Regions from separate parts of the Mus musculus genome. Here all the other regions are linked to region 2. Evidence: chromatin contacts called from public promoter capture Hi-C and targeted proximity ligation data. All regions are on one chromosome and are shown on one strand. The core of a region is the stretch at or near the end of the contact, and the rest is flanking DNA. Distances in the headings are between cores, read along the strand shown.

The links. Promoter capture Hi-C pulls out the DNA fragments that hold promoters and counts their contacts.
Region 1: a contact with region 2 is called in a targeted proximity ligation map of large pre-B cells, with 4 times the contacts expected there. A contact is called at or near these places in 9 of 39 promoter capture datasets (3T3-L1-derived adipocytes, the C10 cell line, the HPC-7 cell line and 5 more), 1 of 130 datasets of targeted methods (large pre-B cells) and 1 of 9 other capture datasets (embryonic stem cells).
Region 3: a promoter capture Hi-C map of 3T3-L1-derived adipocytes shows a contact between it and region 2, with 4 times the contacts expected there. A contact is called at or near these places in 12 of 39 promoter capture datasets (the 3T3-L1 cell line, 3T3-L1-derived adipocytes, the HPC-7 cell line and 8 more), 1 of 130 datasets of targeted methods (thymic regulatory T cells) and 1 of 9 other capture datasets (adipose tissue).

The regions. Positions count from the first base shown.
Region 1 is chr15:68,226,678-68,230,298 of GRCm38.p6, reverse strand. All of the region lies in intron 1 of Zfat (zinc finger and AT hook domain containing), which reads left to right. Among named protein-coding and RNA genes, the nearest start is that of Zfat, 30 kb to the left of the region's middle.
Region 2 is chr15:66,559,232-66,562,852 of GRCm38.p6, reverse strand. Tmem71 (transmembrane protein 71) reads left to right here and starts at 1,807. Exons shown (of 10, transcript NM_172514.3): 1 at 1,807-2,123; 2 at 3,491-3,573. The coding sequence starts at 3,534.
Region 3 is chr15:68,202,668-68,206,197 of GRCm38.p6, reverse strand. All of the region lies in intron 3 of Zfat (zinc finger and AT hook domain containing), which reads left to right. Among named protein-coding and RNA genes, the nearest start is that of Zfat, 54 kb to the left of the region's middle.

The DNA.
Region 1 (3,621 bases), core at 634-3,133, 1.7 Mb before region 2:
GTTTTCTGCTGCAGTAGGTAAACAAATCCCTCCATTTGCAGAGGACTGGTGCGGGGGGTGGGGTGGGGGGTGGGGGGGGTTCTCAGCAAGGCAGGACTTGAGAGAGTTGGGTAGCACATGAGTGAGGGACTGGGGCCTAGCTCTGAGAGTGAAGACATCACTGCTGGAGCTTTCAGCCATACTAATTCCTGTTCTGCTCTGCTCTTTTATTTTTCACTTTTTATTCTTTAAGCTTTTTTACAGTTCAGACTTTATCTCCCTCCGGGTCCGCCCTCCGACTGTTCTATATTCCCCCCCACCCCCCACCCCATCCTCCTCACTTCCGTCTCCAAGAGGATGTCTTCATCCCCCCCACCCCCCCAGACCTCCCCACACCCTGGGGCTCCAAGTCTCTGCTCTTTTAACACCCCAATTTCTGGGAGTTACCATCCCATGTGATGTTTTCTAGGACCTGTCTCTTGGTCTCATTCCCTGCTGAGAAATTTCTGTCCCAGTGGCCTTTTCTGGTCCAGGGTTTTTCATTGAGCCCTGTTTCATGCTTGATCGAACCCACGTTTCTGGGCATGGCTCTGGGTCTCAGGGCTTGTGTTTGTCCTCACTCGGAACTGCAGGCATAGTCTACCGCCCAACAGCTGACCACGCAGTGGGTATAGGGGAAGCTCATGCTAATTCATAGCAGATGGCCGAGTTGGGTGTCACCCTGGGGTACCCAGGCCCTCTCTGGAGCTGTCTTCCAAAGAGTCATCATATTTGTTTAATCTCCACATGATGTTTACTGTGCCTTTGAACTGAGAGAGGTCTTATAACTCTGTGGTCCCCAGACATTCTTCACTGCTAAATGTCACAAGGTTCTCAGACTTCTGAGAACGTCTGGGAAATGATGTTGGAACATTAGACTAGTAGAGGCTGGCTGGGAAGTTACACCATGGCAAACTGTAAGAAACAGTGGCTCTGTGTTGTCTGTGTCATGGTGGATTGAGGGTTCACCTCTCTGCAGGCCTGGGACTAGAGTCATCCTTGTATCCACAGATTGGGTCAGGGCTTGTCAATAGCCTGTTAGTCAGTCATTATATGTTTAAGTATGTGTCAGACATGGCTGGCTTTAGTCCTGTAGATGTCCTGAGTATTTTAGCTGTAACTTGGTAGAGCTCAGCTCGTGGTTTCTAGCCTCACATATCCATGTCAAAACCAGTTATCAAGGTATAATGGTTAATACTGTCCATTGTAAAGGACCTAGGGTCACCTATATCATATCTCTGAAGGATAATCCAGAGTCTGCTAATCTGAGTGGGAAGACCCATTCTAACAATGGGAGACCCCGTTCCATGTGCTAGGGTCCAGACTGAAGAAAAAGGAGAAAGTGAACTAAACAGTTGTCTCTGCTTGCTGACTGGCAGTGTGACCAGCTGAGGACAAATAAAGTCGTTCTTCACTAAATTGCTTTTGTTGGGTGTTTTAACACACCATAGGAGTAACCAATACATAAGGCATCGGGCTTCCGGTCCTACTGCTACTCTAGCCTGTTTTCTCTCTTGTGGGCTGGGGATTATAGCCAGTTTCTGCCTAAACCATGTTGATATGTGCATGATCAGCAAGAATCACGTTGAGAAAACATAGAAAGCATTCTTTCTATGCAGAAAGAAAAGCGTTATTAAAAGGCAACACCTTGCCTGGAAAACATTTCTCGTTCTCTAAGAATTAAACCTTGCTTGGAAAAGATGAAGTATCGGCTGATAGTACTCAGGAGAATGTTTTATTGACAAAGCAGTGTTCTGCTAGGTTAGATTTCTGTTTCACATATTTGGTAGGAACTGATCTCTGAGGCACTTAAGTCCCTTGGTAGTTTGTGGTGAGATCTTTCCTGTGAGTCCAGGGAGGGTCTCCTTCCTGTGACTTCCTGTACCTGGCTGGCTTTGGTCTTTATGCCAGCAGTGCTGTGTGGCTGCTCACCCTGGTGCTCATATTTTCTTTCTTGCTTCAAAGAGAAGTAGAAAAATGGAGCAGGAGGGTGGGGATCAGAGAGGTTTTTATTTTCAGATAAAAGAGACAGGGACATGTTTGCAGGCCCGCGGGAGAGCTCCAGTAGGAAGGAAGGAATGGATGAGCTTCAGAACGAAGCAACAGTGACTGAGCAGTGGTGCTCAGTGGGTGAGAGGGGCGGGCCTGCGTGCTCTAGCCGTTGCATGATGTGGCCAGTGGCCTGCTTTCCTGGATAAAGGCAACAAGGGATGCACTGTCTCTCTAAAGGTAAAATGACACAGTTCATGGCATCTGCACTGTCCCATGTCCTAGAGCCCACAATCCTGCAGCTGCCTGTGAGGCTAACCAGAGTGAGGCTAACCAGAGCGCCAGGGTTGTGCTGATTCTGACATGAACATCAGCCAGAGTGCCCTGGCATAGGTGAGGGAAGAAGCAGGCCGGGCATGGGTCTGTGGGGAAGGAGCTGCTCTGGCTGGATCTAGTGAAATAGCAGAAAGGTAAACTGAGAGAGACGTGTAGTTCCTACTTAACAGGACAGTGCAAGGGCCTAGAGGTCTGGGGTATTGGTGGGTGTGAGCCCAGCTCTGAGAGCTGACATGTAAGTCCCATGGGGCACTAGGCAGTGTGTGGTTTCCAGCTATCTGGCAAGGCAGAAGGCAGCTGAAACATAGCCTTGGAGCATGGTGGGATCTCCTGGTATTTGCTACCCAGGAAGGTATTGACTGACCTTCTCTGCCCTGACATCAGCTGCCGAGAGAGTACCTGAACTTCTCCAAGGTGCTTCATCCATTTAGGGATGGGAGTCTGGTTGAAAAGCCATGGTCTTTTGTATGGTACCAGTTACTCCATTTCAGTAGATATGTGAAAATGTCAACCAAAAGCCTTGTAATGGCTTTTGAGTCCTAAATATAATGATTTTATTTGTATCTATAATTCTTTTATCAGATTGAAATGTGAATTCTTTCTCCTCTTTATGTCTTCTTACCTAATATTGTGTTAGGAATAATTAGTTTTGTTATGAACAGTGACAATGTTTAGATAGGAATTAAGTGGCAGAGAGCAACATATTCTACCCGCTGCTGGATGAGGCCTCTCAGAGGACAGTTATGCTAGGCTCCTGTCTGCAAGCAAAGCAGAGTATCATTCATAGTCAGGGGTTAACTCTCTCTCATGGAGCGAGTCTCACGTTTGGCTAGCATTGGCCGGCCATTCCCTCAGTCTCTGCTCTGTCTTTATCCCTGGCAGGTCAAGTTTTGTGTTGAAGGTTTTGTGGATGGATTGGTGTCCCCCTCCCTTCATGTATCAAAAGATGGCCTAGTCGGCCATCACTGGAAAGAGAGGCCCATTGGACACGCAAACTTTATATGCCCCAGTACAGGGGAATGCCAGGGCTAAAAAATGGGAATGGGTGGGTAAGGATGTGGGGTGGGGGAGGGTATGGGGGACTTTTGGGATAGCATTCTAAATGTAATTGAGGAAAATATGCAATAATAAAAAATATTAAAAAAAAAAAGGCCTGCCTGGCTATGCAGGAGGTAGCCACCGCAGGCTCCATATCCCCCACTGCTAAGAGTCTCAGCTAGGGTCACCTCTATACCTTCTTAGGGGCCTCCCCTATCCCACACCAATTTCCCTTTTCTC
Region 2 (3,621 bases), core at 558-3,057:
ATGAAGTGGAAAGAGTTCTGGAAAAAAGCTCAGCTTAGCCATGGTGACCAATTACAAAGTCACCACCTGAGGAAATAAAAGCATATCACTATAAACAACTAAGTTTTGGATACTTATTTTACTGTGGAGTAATTTCTGTATTAGAATGACATCCCTGCCACTCTTTCCAGATTATTAGCTTTCCCAGACTCTGACCAGAAGAACAATGTCAGGCCCTGATATAATTCTGTAGTGTGTGTGGCAAAAAGCCCAGACTGAGGTAGCTGGTAGTCATGCAACTCATACATTTTTAATTTCCTAGTATGTACTAAACCTCATACTACACCATGATATATAACAAGAAAAGAATAGATAGACCTTAGGCTCTGAAGTAAAGCAGGAGATGGAACATAGAAAGTCTCTTGGTTCCTTAACTGTAGCTATGACGCACACTCCAAATAAAAATTGTAGAGAGCTGTGGCCTTCATAACTTGATCTAGGAGAGGTCATGTAGAAGGAGTTGCTTAGGAACAAGATGTAGAAACAACGGTAGTATGTTTAAAGACTCCAAGGTGAAAGCAAACCTGAACAAGATGAAAGGCTGAAGATCAACATGGTCAAACTTTAGAAGATAGAATGTGTGCAGTATGAGGCTAAAACTTGCCTCATAGGCTGCAGGGGTGATTTTGAACTTATTATGAGAGAGGAGCAAAGATGAAGGTTTTAATTTAAGGAATGACATAATCAAATTTACATAGTGAGATATGTATGTGCATAATGTGTTGGATAGAGGCCAAGTAGACAGTTGGAATGTTAGCATAAAATACAGTCAGAATGAGGTAGTAAGTGGAGTCCCAGGGAGAGACAATGGAGGTGGAAAGAATGTGGGATTCTGCGTAGGAAATAATACTGATATCTCCTAACATCAAAAATAATCTCGGTAGCAATCCCCAAGAATTAATAACACAAACTCTCCACCATCCTGATCAAGCTCTCCAAAGAGAAGTCAATTCACAAAATCCAATAAGGAATACATCTTGCACATTCCCTCAGGTACCCAGCTATTTCTTTCTTCTTTCTTCTCATTTGATTCTGCAGGCCAACCTTGGGGCTATAGATTATTACATTTAAATTTGAGAAAATTGCAGCTCAAAGATGCTAAGCCACAAGTCTGAGGTCCCAAAGCTATCGTGAAAGACCATTTTAATCTTAGCCTGTCTATGCCAGTGCCTGGAAAATGAAGAAGTGGATGCTCACAGTCATCTATTGGATGGAACAGAGGGCCCCTAAAGAAGGAGCTAGAGAAAATACCCAATGAGCTAAAGGGGTCAGTAACCCTACAGGAGGATCAGCAATATGAACTAACCAGTAACCCCGCCCTCCCCCCAGAACTGTGTCTCTAGTTGCATATGTATCAGAGGATAGCCTCATAAAAATCACATTATTATAGATAATATATAGCTTTTATAGCATCCTGAACTTGATAGCGTTGATGCTATCTTTGATATATTTAGGTTAATTGGACCAAGAGCATAATAACTGTATGCTACTCATAACTGAATATAGCCAGAAAATGTCAAACAGGAAACATGGCTTAAATTTTCTCATGTTAATATAGTTTGAGGTGACACAGAAGCTCTGAGAAGCATCCCTCAATGATCACAATGTATGGAGTTGACCTGACTCTGGGTTGCCTGTTCCCTTCTGATGGTCAAGAAGATCTGCTGTATTTACTCTGTGAACACCACTGATGCGATCGTGACAGGAAGTATGACCTCATTCTGCTGCCCTGCCTCTAGTTCGGAAAGGCTGATATTGAAAGTAAACAAGGCCCGTGAGACTAACTCCCAAGAATGACAAGCTATTCTATTCTTGGAAGCAGCTGAAAGATCCAGAGGCCCCTGACCACCAAATTGCCCTGTGAAAGTGGCAGAGACATGGTCATCTCCAACCAGAAGGGAAGACGGGGTGCTCTGTGGGAAGTCACTTCTGCACCTGTTGACATTCTGATGGGATTTTTCAGTTGAAGAACGGCTCGGTCCAGCTTTCTGCACTACCAACCACTGGGAAGCTTCGTATTTCAGTAACCCTCCTGTCATTTATCAGTCGGAAGAAGAGCCCGGGGACTCCCTGTGGAGGAATATGTATGAGCAAGTTATATTTCAGAACAGATGCATTGCTTTGATGAGCTGGTAGACAGAGTCTGTTTCTTGAAAAGTTCTTGAGCTGTGAATGCAAGTTGTTTTCACAGTTACTAATTCTTGACTAGCGGGCATTATGCTCACTGTACATGGCTCCTCGCTTTTGTAAGATCAAACAGCGAGACCTTGCTTTCTGCTGCACAATGCCTTGCCTTAAAACTAAGCTTACTGCCTGAGGAAAACTAACATATAGTCATTTGGACTGGACAAAGTCTTATTGTATTACTCAATGCTGAAATCACAAGGAACATGCTAGTATGTTCACTTGTATGGATATTATCTTTTTCAAACCAGTGATTTTCTTTTTTAAAAATGTGTGTCTTTATTTAGAAATCTTCCAAAGAATGCTAGAAAGTTCTGTATTATTTAAGACAATCTTATAAGCTGGAGTATATGATTCCTTGAAAGGTTCACTATACATTATTAAATAATCTAGTTTGAGCCTTAGAGTTGATGTGACTGATTTAATGTATTATGTTATAGCAATCAATTATTAGTTGACATGTTTATCAAAAACAGGGACAGAACTACTAGATCATAAAAGGCTCTCATGTCACCTTATAAAACTACTAGGGTCGTATTATACATATATACTTATATACATACAAACATATGTATATGTATACACTTATATAATTTATGTAATTCAGTAGCTACATGGAGATAGAACTATGTGATAAGAGGTAACTGATCAATATTTGCACAAATTGCACACTTTGAAGCATGCTTACTTTGAAATTGAAAAGTAAATTCTAAGCTTTCAGGAATGTGACTTTGTAATCTGGGTTGTGGTGGTCTATTTGTAGCTCAGTATAGCTTATGCTGTTTAGGAATGTTCAGACTGATAGCCACCACAAAAGCCTTGACCTTCTCCATGGCCACTTGTCAATGGCAACAATCTCCAAGCACTTACTGCAACTCAATAATGAAACTAGTTCTGCTGGCTGCTTTAAATACACATTTGTTTCAAGGACACTAGAACCAGCCTCTTTTTCAGATTTCTTAATTAAGTAACAAAAACCTATTTAATCTGGATGACAAATAAACCTTTGTAAGTATTGCTTTTCTCTCACAATGGTGTTGTTATTTACAGAATATTCAGACTTAAGGAATGAGACAATGAAAAATAGAATTTAAAGTAGGCAGCCCCACACTGAAGTCCCACAATCTGGTCTGCTTCTCCAATCCTACATCTCTGTACTATTTCAGCAAACAAATCTGACTAGTGCAATTAGTAGACGCCATCTGTTTGGCATCATTTGTCTATTTTTAATATATAGTCCATCTTTTTTTTTTAACGTCTTTTGCAGAAAAAAAAAAATCTGTGAAGTTTGAACAAGCGGCCTTCTCAAGATGTACCGAGACTCTCCACTGATGTCGACACCAGTAGCAAGTAAATGTGAAACTGCTCTGTGCAATTATCTTTGAACGATTAGAGTCC
Region 3 (3,530 bases), core at 933-3,432, 1.6 Mb before region 2:
AGTATTTAACATGCAGTTTTATCATTAGTCTTTGCATGTTATTTTGACTTCGGTACAGGCCTCATCACATGGTTTGGGGGTGAAGAAGGACCGCTTTACATTTCAGCACATGTGGCTGTTGTCAGAATGACCTGCCACCTCAGGTCTCCCTGCTCCCTTCCAGCTGAGACTGTGTCCACCTTGCCTTTGTCCTCTTGGCCTCCACTGAGTCAGTAGTTATCCTGCTGTTCTCATGCAAAGCAGGCTTTAAAACTTTCAATCTGTGGCCACTCATGAGGAATGGATTCTCTATGTACATGGCTAGGTTATTGGCTATTTGTGTTCGTAGATGGCTGGGGTAGTCCTCATTCATATGATTAACTCACTCTGCATCTGGACTGTCCTATGTACTTAAATTATTTCCCACAGTTTATCATTTACTCTCTAATGTCTTTTGCATTTCTTTTCTACTCTTTTTTATACTAGCGTAGACAACTGTCATCATGTCCTCCAATGATGAAAATATACTTCTGTATATTTTTGTTTCTGGTGTGCTTTCATTCAGTCTACATATTTTAAAGTTATAATTTGGAAATTGTATTTCTCCATAACTTGAGAAGTAAGGACACACACACACACACACACAAAACCAATACATTAATGTAAAGAAATTCTTAATAAATATTATTTAGTTAATGAATTATTTAAAAATATAAGGTCTACAGAGAAGATAGGGTCTTGCAATTCAAAGTCTAAAAACCCCTTAAAATTAAACATTGTGCTTTGGAGTTGCAAAGACAGTGCAAAACGGCCCCATGTCCCCACCCCTCACACAGAGCCAAGGAGTATCAAGATTCCCAGTGTGCCCTGTGGTTCAGTCACTTGTTGCCTGTATAGATTTGTCAGCCATATTGCCAGCAGGTGGCAGAGTTGCCCTGTTCCCTCAAAGCTCACCTGTTGCTGCTCTTTTACCCACATTGGTCTCCCAACACTTGCCCACTGATCTAGTCTCCAAATCTGTGATTTTGTCATTCTGAGAATGCTGTGTAAACTGAACAACACAGTATGTGTTTCTGTAAGATTGGTTAAAAAAGAACTGGGCATTTAAGCTCCTTTTCTAATTTAGTCCCTGAGGAATTTAAGTCTAGCCAAGGTGTTTATCCAGTGTCCCCGTTGGGGGGAGGTAAGGAGCAAGATCTGCTCTTTCAGGCTGTGTCCTGAGCTACCACATTCCTGCCTTAGAAATCCCTGTTATCTCTGCCTTAGGGGGACAGAGCACACTCTTTCCCCAGGCCTCTGGCAGGGAGGGTTTCCTGTACCTTAGTAAGAAATCAAAGTTCCTCTGCAAGCTTCGTACTGTTGGCAGTACATTCTGTGATAATTAGGCAGTGACTGTAGCAAGGCAGGCAGGCACCGTCCTCCTCACAGGATTATCAGTATACATAGTAATAAGCCCCGTGGAAAACATCCTCATCCGTCACTGATCCCCGTGGCCTAAAAGGTCTTCAATTTCACAGATACCTAACGGGAAGGTAGAGCCTCGTTGTTTTCCCCACCTCTGGTCTGGGTGGACGCCTCTCAAGTCTGTAGAAGTGCCCTTATGCCCAGCTGCCTCGGGCTGAGCTCAACATACTGCACGGTGCTCCCTAGGCTACCAAGCACAACATTACAATCGGAAAATAGTCACATAATTCTTCCAGCACATGCACTGTAAAGAGCACTTCAGTGACATTTCAGAAATTGACCTTGACTCCAGAGCTTGTTAAAACAATTAGATGAAAGCAAAATAAGTGTTTTCTCTCTCTCCTCTGAACCCTGGCAAGTTAAAATAACATTTAGAATATGTATCCAACATTTATTTATTTTATTCTGCATTTCAATAGTAAGAGGAACTGGGAAAAGAGTTTTTTCCCCTGTTGTGATGAGGAACAGCTGGTGTTTTTGAAAAACATTTTTCAGCCTGCAGAAATCAATATGTGAAGCTTGTGAAAGTGGCTTCTGAGCCCCCAAAGTTTCCTATTACTGGGGTCATTCCCTGAAAAGAGAACTGTGAAACTCCCCACTGCTCTTGTTAAACATTCCTATGGAAGAACACACAGTAGTTTCCAGGTCTTCTTGAAGACACACTGTGTTCTCCTGGAGTTTTCGACTGTACTTCCTTCAGCTCTGTGCCTTATGACACAGTTGCTTGTGACAGTTGCTGGACACTTGATGAGGATAGTTCTGAGTTGCATTTGAGAGTCTGCAGGTGGCCTTCTGACCAGCACACATTTCTCCTTGGGAAAGTGAGTGATGGCTCTGTTTCTTTTTGCTGCCTTTTCGTTGCTTTTTTTTTCCCCCTCCTAACAACTCAGGGAACATTAGGAAAAGATAGCAGACTAGGACACCCCAAGACTGTCCTCAGCACAAAGGAGATCTGTTTGCCCAGAGGAACAAAGGACAGAGAATAAGAGACAAAGGCAGGAGATGGAAGAAGAGGGAGAAGGGGACAAGACCAGGGGAGAGAAGGAAGGAGTATTTGTCTTAGAGGACAAAGGACTGCCTCTGGATAGAGGATACTGATGTGGCCCATAGGCAAACGGCAGTTTATAAACGTAAAAGGGAGCCCCTGAGTTAGGATGAGGTGTTTAATTTTAACTGGGCATGCTAATTAGGTGAGCCAAAGGGGCTTTTGATTACTTCAGTACTCTGAGAGCTGGACCTTGGTAGTTAGCCTCAGGAGGAAGAAGGGGCCAAAGAAGGGAACAGGCTTTGGGAATCCAATCTAATAGTTTTTAGCAAGGCAAAGAGAATGAGGGAGAAGGGCAAAGCCTGCCAGAGCCCTGTTTGTCATGCTTGGACTGCCTAGAGTTCCTCCGGGAAGAGACACCAGTAGGCATCCGACTGAGCTCAGCCTTGGGCACCATGTAGTAAGGATGTGTGTTGTATGTCAGACTTTTTCCTATACAGACACAACACACACACACCAACTCACCCTAGATAGGGAGACCAAAGTTTGGATACCAACAAAGTCCAACTTGGTGAACCAGTAAGTTTTATTCCGGTTACTTATAGGAGCAGAAATGACTCAAAGCCAGAGCTGCACCACCAAAGCCCACCTCATAAAAGTAGAAAACCTGGAGCACACTGTACAGCCTGCAGGCCGCTCAGCGGGTTGGAGAGTCCTTTCCAGGTGGCTCAGGTGGTCTAGACCTCTTCCAGGCAGCTGGCTGGTTTCTGCTGCAGCATGTGGGCTTGACTAAGACTCTTCTGGGTGAACCCTTGTCTTGGCTTGTCTGAGAGTGACTCTCAGCAGGCTGGAAGGGTGGGTGTGGGCTCTTGAATCTGGATAATTGTAGGGACTTCCTGAAGCAGTTTGAGATGTTTCTTTCTGTCTTAGGGAGCTTCTCTGATGGATGAAATATTTTGATCCGAGAGCTCGCTGCTACATAGTGCTGTGGCCCTGCATGGTTCTTTCCCCTGGGATTCAGTTGCTGCAGCCCTCCTGCCTTCCCGCTCTACCTGCCTAGTCTTCTCTAATGCCCTTCTCTTCTGCTCATCACAGAACTGTG